2 separate regions of the Gossypium hirsutum genome follow, and region 2 is linked to region 1. Evidence: chromatin contacts called from public Hi-C data. All regions are on one chromosome and are shown on one strand. The core of a region is the stretch at or near the end of the contact, and the rest is flanking DNA. Distances in the headings are between cores, read along the strand shown.

The links. A called contact is a pair of places that touch in the nucleus more often than the background predicts.
Region 2: a contact with region 1 is called in a Hi-C map of hypocotyl, with 6 times the contacts expected there. The contact joins the promoter of LOC107952916 here to the promoter of LOC121232291 in region 1. A contact is called at or near these places in 4 of 34 Hi-C or Micro-C datasets (hypocotyl, leaf and petal).

The regions. Positions count from the first base shown.
Region 1 is chrA07:33,024,153-33,030,192 of Gossypium_hirsutum_v2.1, forward strand. It overlaps LOC121232291 (U-box domain-containing protein 33), which reads right to left and starts at 2,904. Exons shown (of 10, transcript XM_041117996.1): 1 at 2,782-2,904; 2 at 2,518-2,687; 3 at 2,262-2,392; 4 at 1,963-2,084; 5 at 1,762-1,863; 6 at 1,524-1,683; 7 at 1,138-1,275; 8 at 351-1,040; 9 at 1-191. The coding sequence starts at 2,659.
Region 2 is chrA07:33,324,434-33,330,345 of Gossypium_hirsutum_v2.1, forward strand. It overlaps LOC107952916 (60S ribosomal protein L36-2), which reads left to right and starts at 2,517. Exons shown (of 5, transcript XM_041118001.1): 1 at 2,517-2,537; 2 at 3,279-3,322; 3 at 4,517-4,621; 4 at 4,858-5,057; 5 at 5,164-5,375. The coding sequence starts at 4,520. The coding sequence ends at 5,194.

The DNA.
Region 1 (6,040 bases), core at 1,654-4,153:
AGTGTAGAACATAGCTGAGTAGCTATATGCATCCGAGATTGCCATGACAGTGGGGGCATGTCGTTCCTGCTGTTCAAATGATCTTCAAGACTTCCATTAGGAACATATTCATAGACTAAAGCCCTTTTCTCAGGGCAGGCTCCAATGAGATTTACTAGGTTCGGATGCCTCAATTTAATCAAATCATCAACCTGAAATAGAGGAGAGCATACTCTATTTCATTCTATTGCAGATCAGTAATATCTTTGATTCTAAAAATTCTACTCTCAACACTTGCATGTTAGCCTTCAAACTGAAAGACAACAATAAAATTTAAGATGCCTAATGAATATAAGATTTAGATTCCGTACCTCCTGTAGGAATTCATTTGAATCTTGAAAGCTATTTCGGCCGAGCACCTTTATAACCACTTCAGTGTGACGTAGGGCACATTTATAGTATACACTCCCTCGAGCTCCTTCTGCTATCTTATACAATTGGTCAAAGTCTTCAGTTGCTTCCTCAATCTCTGACAGAGAGAACTCTATGAAGGGTTGCTGCAAATGAGAGTTTGAGGTATCTTCGGATTGTTTTCTTAAAAGCTCTTCGTTTATTCTACGAGTATTTTCAAGCTCAACCAGCAGCTCATCCTTTTCTTTCTGGCAAATCTCTAACTGATCCAAAGTTGCATCATGAATCTCTGATACAGACAACTGATCAAGGTTGAATTGGTCCATATGTGTGCTTGAGGTCTCTTCTGCTTGTTTTCTCAAAAGCTCTTCAATCACTTTATGACTATTTTCAAGCTCGATTTGCAACTCATCTCGTTCTTTCAGGGAAACCTGTAACTGCTCCACGGCTGACGATAATTCATCTTCCAATTGTTTCATCCTGCTCTCCGAGTTGGCAACTCGGCTTTCCAGTATAGAATTTTGTTCCCTAGAAACTGAAAGCTCTTCTTCTCCGAGCCTCTTAATATTTTCAAGGCTCTCATTCTGTTTCGCAAGTGCTGTCTCATTTTCTCTCTTGCATTCATTGTACAACCTTTCTAACATTTTTGCCTACAATTCAAGGGCAGGGATTAGTAACCATACTAAATCTGAATTTGCAACTTCATAAAACAGGGGAAAACAAAGCCTGAAATGCAGAAGACATTACTTGGCGCATAGCTCGGGTAGCATTCATTTCAGCTTTAACTCGCCTGTCGGACTCTTCGAATGCTTTCTGATTAGATGATTCAGCTTCCTTCAGTGCCTGTTCAAGTCGATCAAATAGTTGATCATTGCTACTTCCTTCCTGCCAACAAACCATGAACCATTCAAAGACATCAGCATACATCAGTTCAAATCTGAAAAACGCTTCATTCCTCAGCTTCCAGGTCAAAACTAAGCTATAAAGACGACGGAATGGCACTGGTGATAATCAACATATGACAATAGAGAACATGAATGTAGACGTTCTTGACATGTAGCTTTTATGGAAGATGATCTTCTACTGTATGATAGTGTTATGGTATATTGGGGCATTGATAAAGAATCACAAACCTCTCCAGAGTGAAGCACGTCATATAGCTCAATCTCACATTCACTCTCCTCTCTTTCCTCGGATACAGTCGAGCCAAAAATACCAGCAGCTTCAGTAGAACTTGTCAAATAACTAGAACCAGATGGACTTGGTGCATTTGATGATTGCGCAGTTTCAAACCTACAGTAAAGACCTCGATGTCATTACAATGGAAGCAATCGGAACTTGCAATCTCATTAGTGACAATCAGTGAGCTACCTTGTGTGGACAAGGTGGTCCCTGCAAATGAACCAAATTTGGCATGAAAATGGTGCATTTTCGTTCACATATTGTGCTTTCTCAGACATCAGCCACATTCCCCTGCAATAAAAAGGTGAAGTTCAGCTGAAGAGTGAAGAAAGAAAGTAAGATCATTCATTAAGGAAACTGAGAACAGTTTAATAACAAAATTAATTGTACTCTGAGAAGTGCTCATCAGCTGCTGCGCCCATCACTAGCTTCTTGATATTGTGCCGACGAATCAGTTCCACAATCCCCTTTGCAACATCATCCATCTGAATATGTAGCCTTATGGCACTGACCTGCACAATATTGAAGAACTGTTTCAGAAAAAAAGAAAAAGTACAACTCTCTGATTACAGAACCTATAAACCCATAAATAATGGAAGTAAATAAGTTTCCATTAAGCAAACACGGTCTTCTGCTGAGCTCAGTAGAGCCGTTAAATGAGCAGTCAGTAGAGGAAGAAGAAATAGTACCCCAGCTTGACTACAAAAAAGAAGGTATTCATCCAAGATCCGGTTCATCATGTCCTTTCCAACTTCCTCTAGACCTCTGATTTGTTGTTGATCAAAAATGATTTCAGCTAAATTCCCATCGACTCCGTACACTCCATAAGGGGAGGGAAGAAAAAAGAAGGAAAAAAAATCAGATTACATGCAGCTAAGAATCTCAAAGAACCATTAGAAATCAACAGTCCAAATTCATATACTACTAGAGAGAGAGTTGACTTACTGGATGAGATCATTTTGGAAGGCTGATGAACATGAAGAATGCAAACTTTCCGGGGCTTAAGGTTATGTAAAACCCATAGCAAAGTGAGCTCACTTTCTTCAACTCCCCCCACTGCAACATATATGGTATCCTCACTACCCATGCTTCTCCTAATTACTAACTCAATCCACCTGCGATGAAGTTGCAGACATAGGTCAGTTAAAGCCAAAGCCAAAGCAATTTTTTTTCTATTTATCTGGTGTAAAAGTAGTAAACCAAGGAAACCTTCAAGGCAAGTTCCTAGTCAAGACGGGGTCAATGAAACTATTTCAAACAGGAAAAGATTCCCTGCGTTAAGACCTGTTGGGTCACTTGTCATTGCAAGCAATTAATCACCAATAGTTTTGTTAGTATTAATGTCAAAAAGGAAACGTTTGATTTCCAAACTCTTTTTTGGCTTTGATAACAAAAAAAGAACTTTTGGATTTTTATAAACCCATGGTTTCAATGGTGAATGCTGGGTTCCACAAGCCAACATCATTTCTTCTTTATTCACTGGATTGGATATAGGAAGCATATTATTCCTTTTTTCTGTCTTAATGCATGCATTTCCTTAATTTTTCTGTAAGTGAAATCACTTTCATATGTTAAAACCTAAAATTGGATTATATTTATATATTTCTTAATAGATGATTGATAATTTCAAATGTGTCTCATTAAACGTATTCCACCTCTTCATCTATGAAATAAGGCAGTTTTCAAACACCTAGTGAACAAAAAAATGAAAAATTAAAGGGATAGAAATGAAATATATAAATTTCTTTTGAAAAAAAATTAGAAAGATAAAAAATTGAGTACATAGAAAGATATAAATTTTTTTTTTCACATATGTACTTGGTAAGGAATATGAATTTTTTTTTCATCCATTGATTGATGGAGTTGAAAAAAAATGACAGAAAGAAAAAGAAAACAATTCAAATATACATAATTTTAAACTAACATATGCAAATATAATTTTTCTCTTCTCTTATCATTTAAATATGGAAGAACTGATTTTTATGCATTATTTTGAGAAATTAAATTTTTTTACTTTTATTTTTTTTCTACTAAGTATACTCAAAATCTATTTTCTTCTTGCTTTTTCACTCTTTCCACCCATCTTTCTATTTTCCATCCAACCAAATACACCATTAAACTCCTCGTGAACAAAGAAATTAGATAAACATTTGACCACGTCATGTCATATATATTTTTATTCTAGAACAATATATGTGTTTAAATAGAGGTTTATGGATGAGGATTGGTAGGGTTCAAATTGATTTTATAAATAATATTAGTATATTTTATGTTTTTTCAAGTTTAGTTCGAATCAAAATATGAATATAAAATTTTGTTCAAGCCCATACATATTTGTAAATGATTAATCTAATATATTTTTGTCTACCTATATTATTTTTATTTTTTAAAAGATATTTATAAAATTTAATTTAATATTTAATAATTTTATATATTTTTTCATTTATTAAAATTTTAAATATAAGAAAATTAACACATTTTTATTATAACATTATATATTATTATAAACTTAACTTTCAGTTTTCTTTTCTTATAATATTATAACATTTTTAATTTAGTATTTAATTTTTTACACCAAACAAACAAGAATGGAGGAGAAAGGATTATATGAAACAGAAATATTATCCCCATCTAATAGCTTAATGTCACATCACCAATTTCATCTTGAATTTCAGGATTTCCATTTGGATTTAAATTTATTTTTAGGATGAAAATGCTAAAATTCAAGATGAAAATATTAATGTAGTATTTAAACTATTGAAAAAGAGTTACAGATGACATGACATCATTGTTTTATATCATCCTTTCTCTTCACGATTATATGCTTAGTGTGTATCATATTTACGTTTGCTTTTGATCACTAGGTTGTTGAAATTTGAACATTTAGAAATGGTATAGAAAGAATAATTTATATGGGAATTGTAACAATCTGTTTTTCAGTGGTGTCGAAAATAGTAGTTTTGGGGCCACCAAATTCGACGAGTAAGTTCGTAAATATTATTATTTAATATTTACGAGTCAAACATGGTTTTAAAAAGGTTTTTGATTTGATAATTTATGTTATATAAATGATTTATTAAGTTCAAGTAGTAAAACCCTAAGGTCAAATGGTTTTAGAAAATGAGGTATCGGGACCTCATTTCTATAAATAGAGCCGTAAATATTTTTATAAATATTTACGGAGTTCCATTAAGGTGTTATTAAAGTTTCGTTGAAAAATTTTAACGTTTCGATAGTTAATTAATTAAAAAAGACTAAATTGTAAAAGATGTAAATTTGATCACAATTTGATTTGAGTGATTTATTGGTTTATTGAGTAAAGGAAAAGAGAATTAAATGGTAATTAGACCATTTAACGGTTTTGGACAACTAAAAGCATGAAAATTTGATGATTATTAAATGGATAAAATGGTAATTTGATAATTAAATTAAATAAAATAAAACCAAAATGTTATATCATCATTTTCATGTCTTCTTCACGAATTGAAAGAAGAATGAAACCATGGTTATACCTTCAAGCTTTGGCCATGCTTTGGATGTTGCATGTAAGTCCATTTTAGTCTCATTTTTAATAATTTTTATGTTTTTGAGATCGTTGCAACTAGGTCTAGCTAACCCGTACCTTTGATTTTGAAACTGTCAAAGATTGTAAATGTTTCCATTGATTAATCTAGTGATTTTTTGATGTTAAATGATGAATTTGAAATATTAGTTGGTATTTAAAAGTATTTTGTTAAGTGATTTTTGATGAATTTATCTAGTAGGGACTAAATTGTTAAAATAATAAATATATAAGGATTTTTGTGAAATTGTTGTATAAATAGGTTTTATTGGATGCAAAAATATTCGGCTAGGCTCAATTTTGGGTAAAAATGGTTAAATTGCATGTTGTAGGCTCGAGGATTAAATTGAATAAAAGTAAAACTTTAGGGGCAATTTTATAAAAATGTAAAAAAGAATAAATTGCATAAAATATTTTTTTTATTGTCTAAATTAATAGATTGAATAAAATTATTAATTTAGATCAAGATCGGGTAAAAAATCGAAGAGAATGGAAAGTTACCAAAATACCCTTGTAATTTGACATTTCTGTAATTTTGCCAGCTAAGTTCATATGAATTGAATTTTATATAATTTTGAATAATTGAATGTTATTGTGTGATTCTATTATGATTGAATCAATATATATATGTTATTTTACAATTTATCAAGTAAAGAGACAATAGACATACGACTATCGAGCCCCGTTTGAACCTTAGGAATATATAAAATACAAATGACATATCATTAGGGTTACCATGTTTCAGGTGTTGGTCCTGAACGTCCTATCAGCTGCTGAGTTTAGGCATGTGTTGCTGATACTTGACAGCTTGTGTGAGCAGCACCGTGTAGCTACGTTCTGACTGACAGCTTGCGTGAGCAGACCCATTTATAGCTCAAGAGAGAGCAACTATATAAATGAAAAGGA
Region 2 (5,912 bases), core at 1,267-3,766, 300 kb after region 1:
GAAAACCAGGAGAATGTTAGCATAACTAATAGAATCTGTTAGTAGCTATTCTGTTAATAACAGATTGTCTAACTAATAGAATCTGTTAGTAGTTATTCTGTTAATAACAGATTGTCTGTTAGTCGTTAGATAGCTGGTTTGCATGGCTTGCATGCTTATACTAGTATATAGTAGCGTGTACCCTTACTGTTCAAAGATGAGTAATGAAATATATTCTTCTTGTTCATATTGTTTTCTTTAAGTTTGGTTTTATCTTTGTTAGTTTAACACGCAAGAGAGTCTGCCATTTAAGTTTTCATTAACCAAACATCCCAATTCTCGTACTCGCGTACCAAAATCAAATAAATATTTGTATATTTATATTTCTAAAATAGTTTAAAATTAGATAATCTCAAATATGATAGAAATATTTATATTTTGTATTAAATTTAAATTTTAAACACAATTAATTCCTAATATAATATATAATATGATATTTTAAATTTATTAGAGTATATTATAATATCTTTGATCCCGACTAATTTCTCGACCCACTAACACACACATTCACGTACATTAACATTATTTTATGATTCACACAATCCAAATGCTAAACTGGTAGGTAAAGACTTAAATAAATATTATTACATTTTTTTTTCCAAACTATCCTATTGACCCTATCTGCATCTACTTAACCCCATTTGAGAGCACAATTTTCATTTCAGTTTATGGGAATTATATACATACCACAATTACAAAGTCATGTCTTCCTTTTCTTTCTTTTTAATTACATTTATAATTTTTTAATACATTTTTAAATTAATTTATAATCTCCTTTTTCTATTTATTAAAATTTTATTTTTAATTTTTATTTAACTAGAATTAAAATAATTAATATTTATATTTTAATTTAATTAGTTTTAGTTTCTGTATTTTTTAAAATTTAAAACTTTAATGCTAATTTAAAAAGTAACAATTAAATTCAGTTTTAAATGTACAAGGACTAAAAATACTAAATTAAAATATAAAAATCAAATTCATAAATTTTACAAAGCACAGGACTAACAGCAGAATTTAACCAAGATAATATAACGAGTATTGCTCCGACTAAATATGAAATATCTATGTGTGTTTTATATAACGACTATTTCAAGAAAATATTCCAACACCTTTCTCTGTAAGTCCTAATTCTTGCTCCATCTCTCTTTAAAACAAAGCTTTGCTCCAACGCTCTCTTCATCTGCAAAACTTCACTACTCCCATCATTTAGCTTTATCTGAGTAAGTTCAAAGTTCCCACTTTTTCATTTTTACCCTTATGTTCTTATTGCTTTAGATGTATTTCTCATTAGTTTTTTAGTTAATATCAGACGAAACCATGTTTTTTTATCTTGCTAACTATATCTTCTCTCTTTTTGATTTTTGTTTCCTCTCGAAAACATGCTTTTTCTATCCTAACCAAACTATTGAAACAATGAAACCCAGTATCTCTTTTCTTTTATCGTCTTTTGCCTTGTTTAATTTCTCATGGAAATTATTTGTGGGTTTTAGTTGAGTTTGTGAAATTTATTGAGGCAATGGATAAAGAGAAAGAGGTGAATGCGGCGAGTGGTGGTGTGAATGTGACAGAGAAGAAGAGATTGTCGCAAGCCAATTCTGAGGCCATGGAGAAGTGTTTGGAAGAGAATAAAGGAGACAACACCAAATGCAAGGATAAGGTTGAAGCTTTCAGATCATCTTCCTCAACTTCTTCTCCAACAAAACCCTTGAGGCGTTTCATAGTAAGGAGTGGTTCATTGAGTGATGTTTGAATGGAATTCCGGGTATCTCAAGCTTCTTTTTATATTTGAAATGAATTAGTGGGTCAGAATCACTTCCTTTTAGCTTGTTTTAGTCCATAATTTCAAAATTTGTGAAAATGGTAGTTGAAAGTAATCTGAGAAACTCTAGTTGTGTATGAAAAGACGGTAGACTTTATTTTCTCATGTTTTAATTTGTGAAAACTGAAGTAATTTGAGAAAGTTTAGTTCAGAAGATGAAAAACTCTAGAGTTGATAGCCATTGCTGGCTTGTGAGTTTTATTATTATTAGGAGAGTGATGTATTTTTTATGAGGCAAGGGATTCCTTCCCAATTTGAGGGCACACTCCTTTCCTCTGCACACCAGAATTGTGCGTCCTGGAACTGGCTATCCACTATCCTCTGTCAAACCATGTGGGGCTATCAAATAACCCTTTTCCACTACTGCTGATTGTGTGATGTTCAATGTTCTTTTACATAAACACCTTTTTGTGTTTACAATTAGCATTGCATCCAAATTTCTTCCTGCAAAACCAATGAATTGAATCATGAACTACCCCAAAAGTCCAAACCTTCAACCCAACCCAACCAGCTGTGAACAGACACCTATGAATCCTATCCAGTTTTGAACAACATAACGGCATTGATAAACCGATGGACTCACTCGAGCGGCCTCTGTGTTCATCTGTGCAGTCATAGTTACATCAGACAATGTTAAGTCACATTATACTCCATAAAGGAAGACTCGAGTTCTTTAGAGGTACAATATTTGATGCAGAATGAGTATATGATATTATATGTTAATTAGTTTTCTTTATCAATGCGAAGCACCAACTTATTATTTATATAAGTTATTTAAAAAAAAAAGATGTTATACCTTAATGTTGCATGCAATTATATGTTAGAGATTTTAGTTTTAAATTTTAATTATGATTGAATATATGATGTTTAAAATTTTTTATTATTTTAAATATTATTATTAATGGTAAAAAAAATCCTATTTAAAATTTAATTTAAAAATTAGGAGTCACTTTAAACATAATTTAAAAAAATATTTTAAAATTAAAAAAACTAACCCAAAACTCAAAGTTTTCATATATTCTCTATATGGTAACTTTATTGGTAACTTTAATGAAAATCGTGGATTATAAGAAAGAAAATGCAGAATTTGAAACAGAGAGCCTAAAAAATTAGACCGGTCTGCTTATTGGTCTTTTGGGTCTTCAGGTCATGAGCCTAATAATTGGAAACCTCTTTCTTCTTTAACTTTGGGTTCAACGTGGACCCAATTAAGTTAAGTTTTTAACGATAGGGTTAATGGACCCAAAAAAGCCTCGACCCGATTTACCACCTATAAATAAGCATATCATGCAGAACCCTATCTATTTTCCCCTGGCACGGTCGGGAAGGTTGGCCGCCCTTCTTTGTTCTAAGCCTAAATTGAAACTTAAGATCTTTACCGAGTTTCAGAAGCTAATGCCTGTTTTTCTATTTTTTGCAGCTTCGAGTTCTTTTAGGTGATTTTCTGTTAGGGCTGTTCGGTAGGTGAGAAAATACGCTGAAACTGCTACATCCGCTGCCTATGTTTTATTTTGTTTGTGTAGGAAATGTGTTATTTCCTTCTTTCCCTGATCTTGTTTGATGTTGAAATTTATAACGTATGTAAATAGCATGAAGTTGGGGCTCTGTTCCTTTTTTGGTTTCGATAAAACGAACAATAAGTGATTAGACGTTCTGGGATTTGAAAATTTTAGGCATTGTTTTCCTGAATGATTTGGTTAACACATTTTCACTGGTTCCAAGATTAAAATCTGAAGCTCATATTCCAAGTCTTCTTTTTTTTTTTCTCTGAAACTAAGTTGAAACTTCACTCGAGTTTGTTTTTGAGAAAGTATTTGTCCCTACTAGTACTACGCAGTTACTAGTCTGTGAAACTGAGAAATTTGATTGAGACATACTTTTAAGATGGTGCTGAATTTCAACCATCTGGTTTGATCCTTTTTAGCCTCCTGCCATTGTACTGGAAATGTCTGCATTAATTTATCCTAGGATCCAAGTTGATATACTTAGTGGAATCTGTCATATCTGATTAACATTGAGTGCCAAATGATGTTATCATTTCTCAAACTGAGTAGATAATTTGGTTTGTTTTATATTTTGTTTAGCTTTTCAAGTTTTATGCAGTTTTAAAATGATCCTGTTGGAGGGTTAAAACTCTTGAAATTGAGAAATGTGCTATGGGATCCCAAATTCCCAACCATTTGCCTATGTTGAAATATCTTGAAAGCCTATAGATTGCTAGGTCCGGACTACTCAGGGTACTTTTCTTTTGGTCCTAATCCTTATTTTCTTATAACTAAGCCTGTAAATATTCTAACTAATCACTGTTGATGAAACAGCTAGGGAACTGATGTCTTTATTTGTGCTGGTAGCTTTGACATGAGTGATTTTCTACAATTTTGATTTATGATGTATTGCTTGATGCTTATGGGTGTTCTTTTTAGGTTTTGGCATTCTGATTTACCAGAATATGCTGATTTTTGTAACATCCCTTTCATTTTTCATCATTTAAAAACAAATAAATCTTCTCCTTGATTGTTTGGTAAATTTGGAATGCATGTGTTCTTTACTTTCCTCTACCTCTTTGTTTGGGATCTCTATCATGAATTACAGAATTAACTTGCCTTTCTTAGACTGATTTCATTTCTGATTTGTCGTGATGTGTGATGATTCTCTCAGGTGATGGCTCCAAGTCAACCTAAAACTGGCCTTTCTGTGGGCTTAAACAAAGGACATGTTGTTACCAAGAAGGAATTGGCTTCCCGCCCTTCTAATAGAAAGGGGGTAAGCTTCTATTATAACAGCTTTTGATAAAGTTGCAGTCTCAATTCTATGCGCCTTTAAAACCTTTAATGAAGTCTTTTCAAGCTACTTTAGGTGTGGCTTCTTTTTCTTTTGAACCCGTTGTATATCTGCATGTTCTTGTTTTTTATATCAATCTATCTCCACTTTGTCTTAATGACGTACTCTGTATCATTGATATATGTTTTATGGCGTTTTTATTTTTATTTTTGCTCCAGAAAACCAGCAAGAGAGTCCACTTTGTGAGGAGCCTAATTCGGGAGGTTGCTGGTTTCGCTCCATATGAGAAGAGGATAACTGAACTTCTCAAAGTTGGGAAAGATAAGCGTGCTTTGAAGGTGGCAAAGAGAAAGCTAGGCACTCACAAGCGGGCCAAGAAGAAGCGTGAGGAGATGTCTAGCGTTCTCCGCAAGATGAGGTAACTTAGGCTAATGATGATAGGATAAAAACATGTAACTATTTTCATCAATATTTGTATTTGGACCAAGGCTTTATATGCTGATGCATTTGTTGTGTGTTTGCAGGTCAGCTGGAGGTGGGGAGAAAAAGAAGTGAGTTGCCCTGCGGTTGTGCTTCAAAGCAAGTATTGAGTTTTTAGATTTGTTAAATTTTCTCTTCAGTTTTGTTTTGAGAGTTTGGAGTACTGATTCGGATAGCATTCTTTTACTTGTGTTGGATATTTAAAAAAAACATGAAATTTGCATCACTTAATTGCAATCTAGATTCGATTATGAAATGAGAATAGGCCTTCATTTCTTTTTAAAAGTAGAATGTATAATCCAATACTGCCATTACAAGGCTTCAGATTCTGGATCCTGGAAATGCACTCTTCATCCTCTTCACAACTGTCATAGCTGATATGTTACAAAAATATTTTTCCTAGCTTATATCTTTGCAACCCTCCTTAAGTAATGTTTTGAAAGTTATGAAAGTTTATTTAATAATTGAGTTTGGGTGTAATTGTTTGTAATTTTAAAAAGGGTGGCATATTTGGATAATTGTTAAGTCTCATTGGAGTAATTAGGCAAGAAATTATAATAAAATTTATTTTAAAAAAATCTTTTTTATATAAATTTAGATTCTATGAATATAGAGTGTTAGGGATGCTTATAGCTAAGTATTTATTTATATTATAAATTTTAAAAAAAATTATGTATTTTATAAAATTATAAAAAATAATTTATATGTTAAAAATGTCTTATAACATTTTTATTTATAATAAAGTTTATGGACATAATTTATCTATAGGTCTATGTTGTATATTATAAAAATA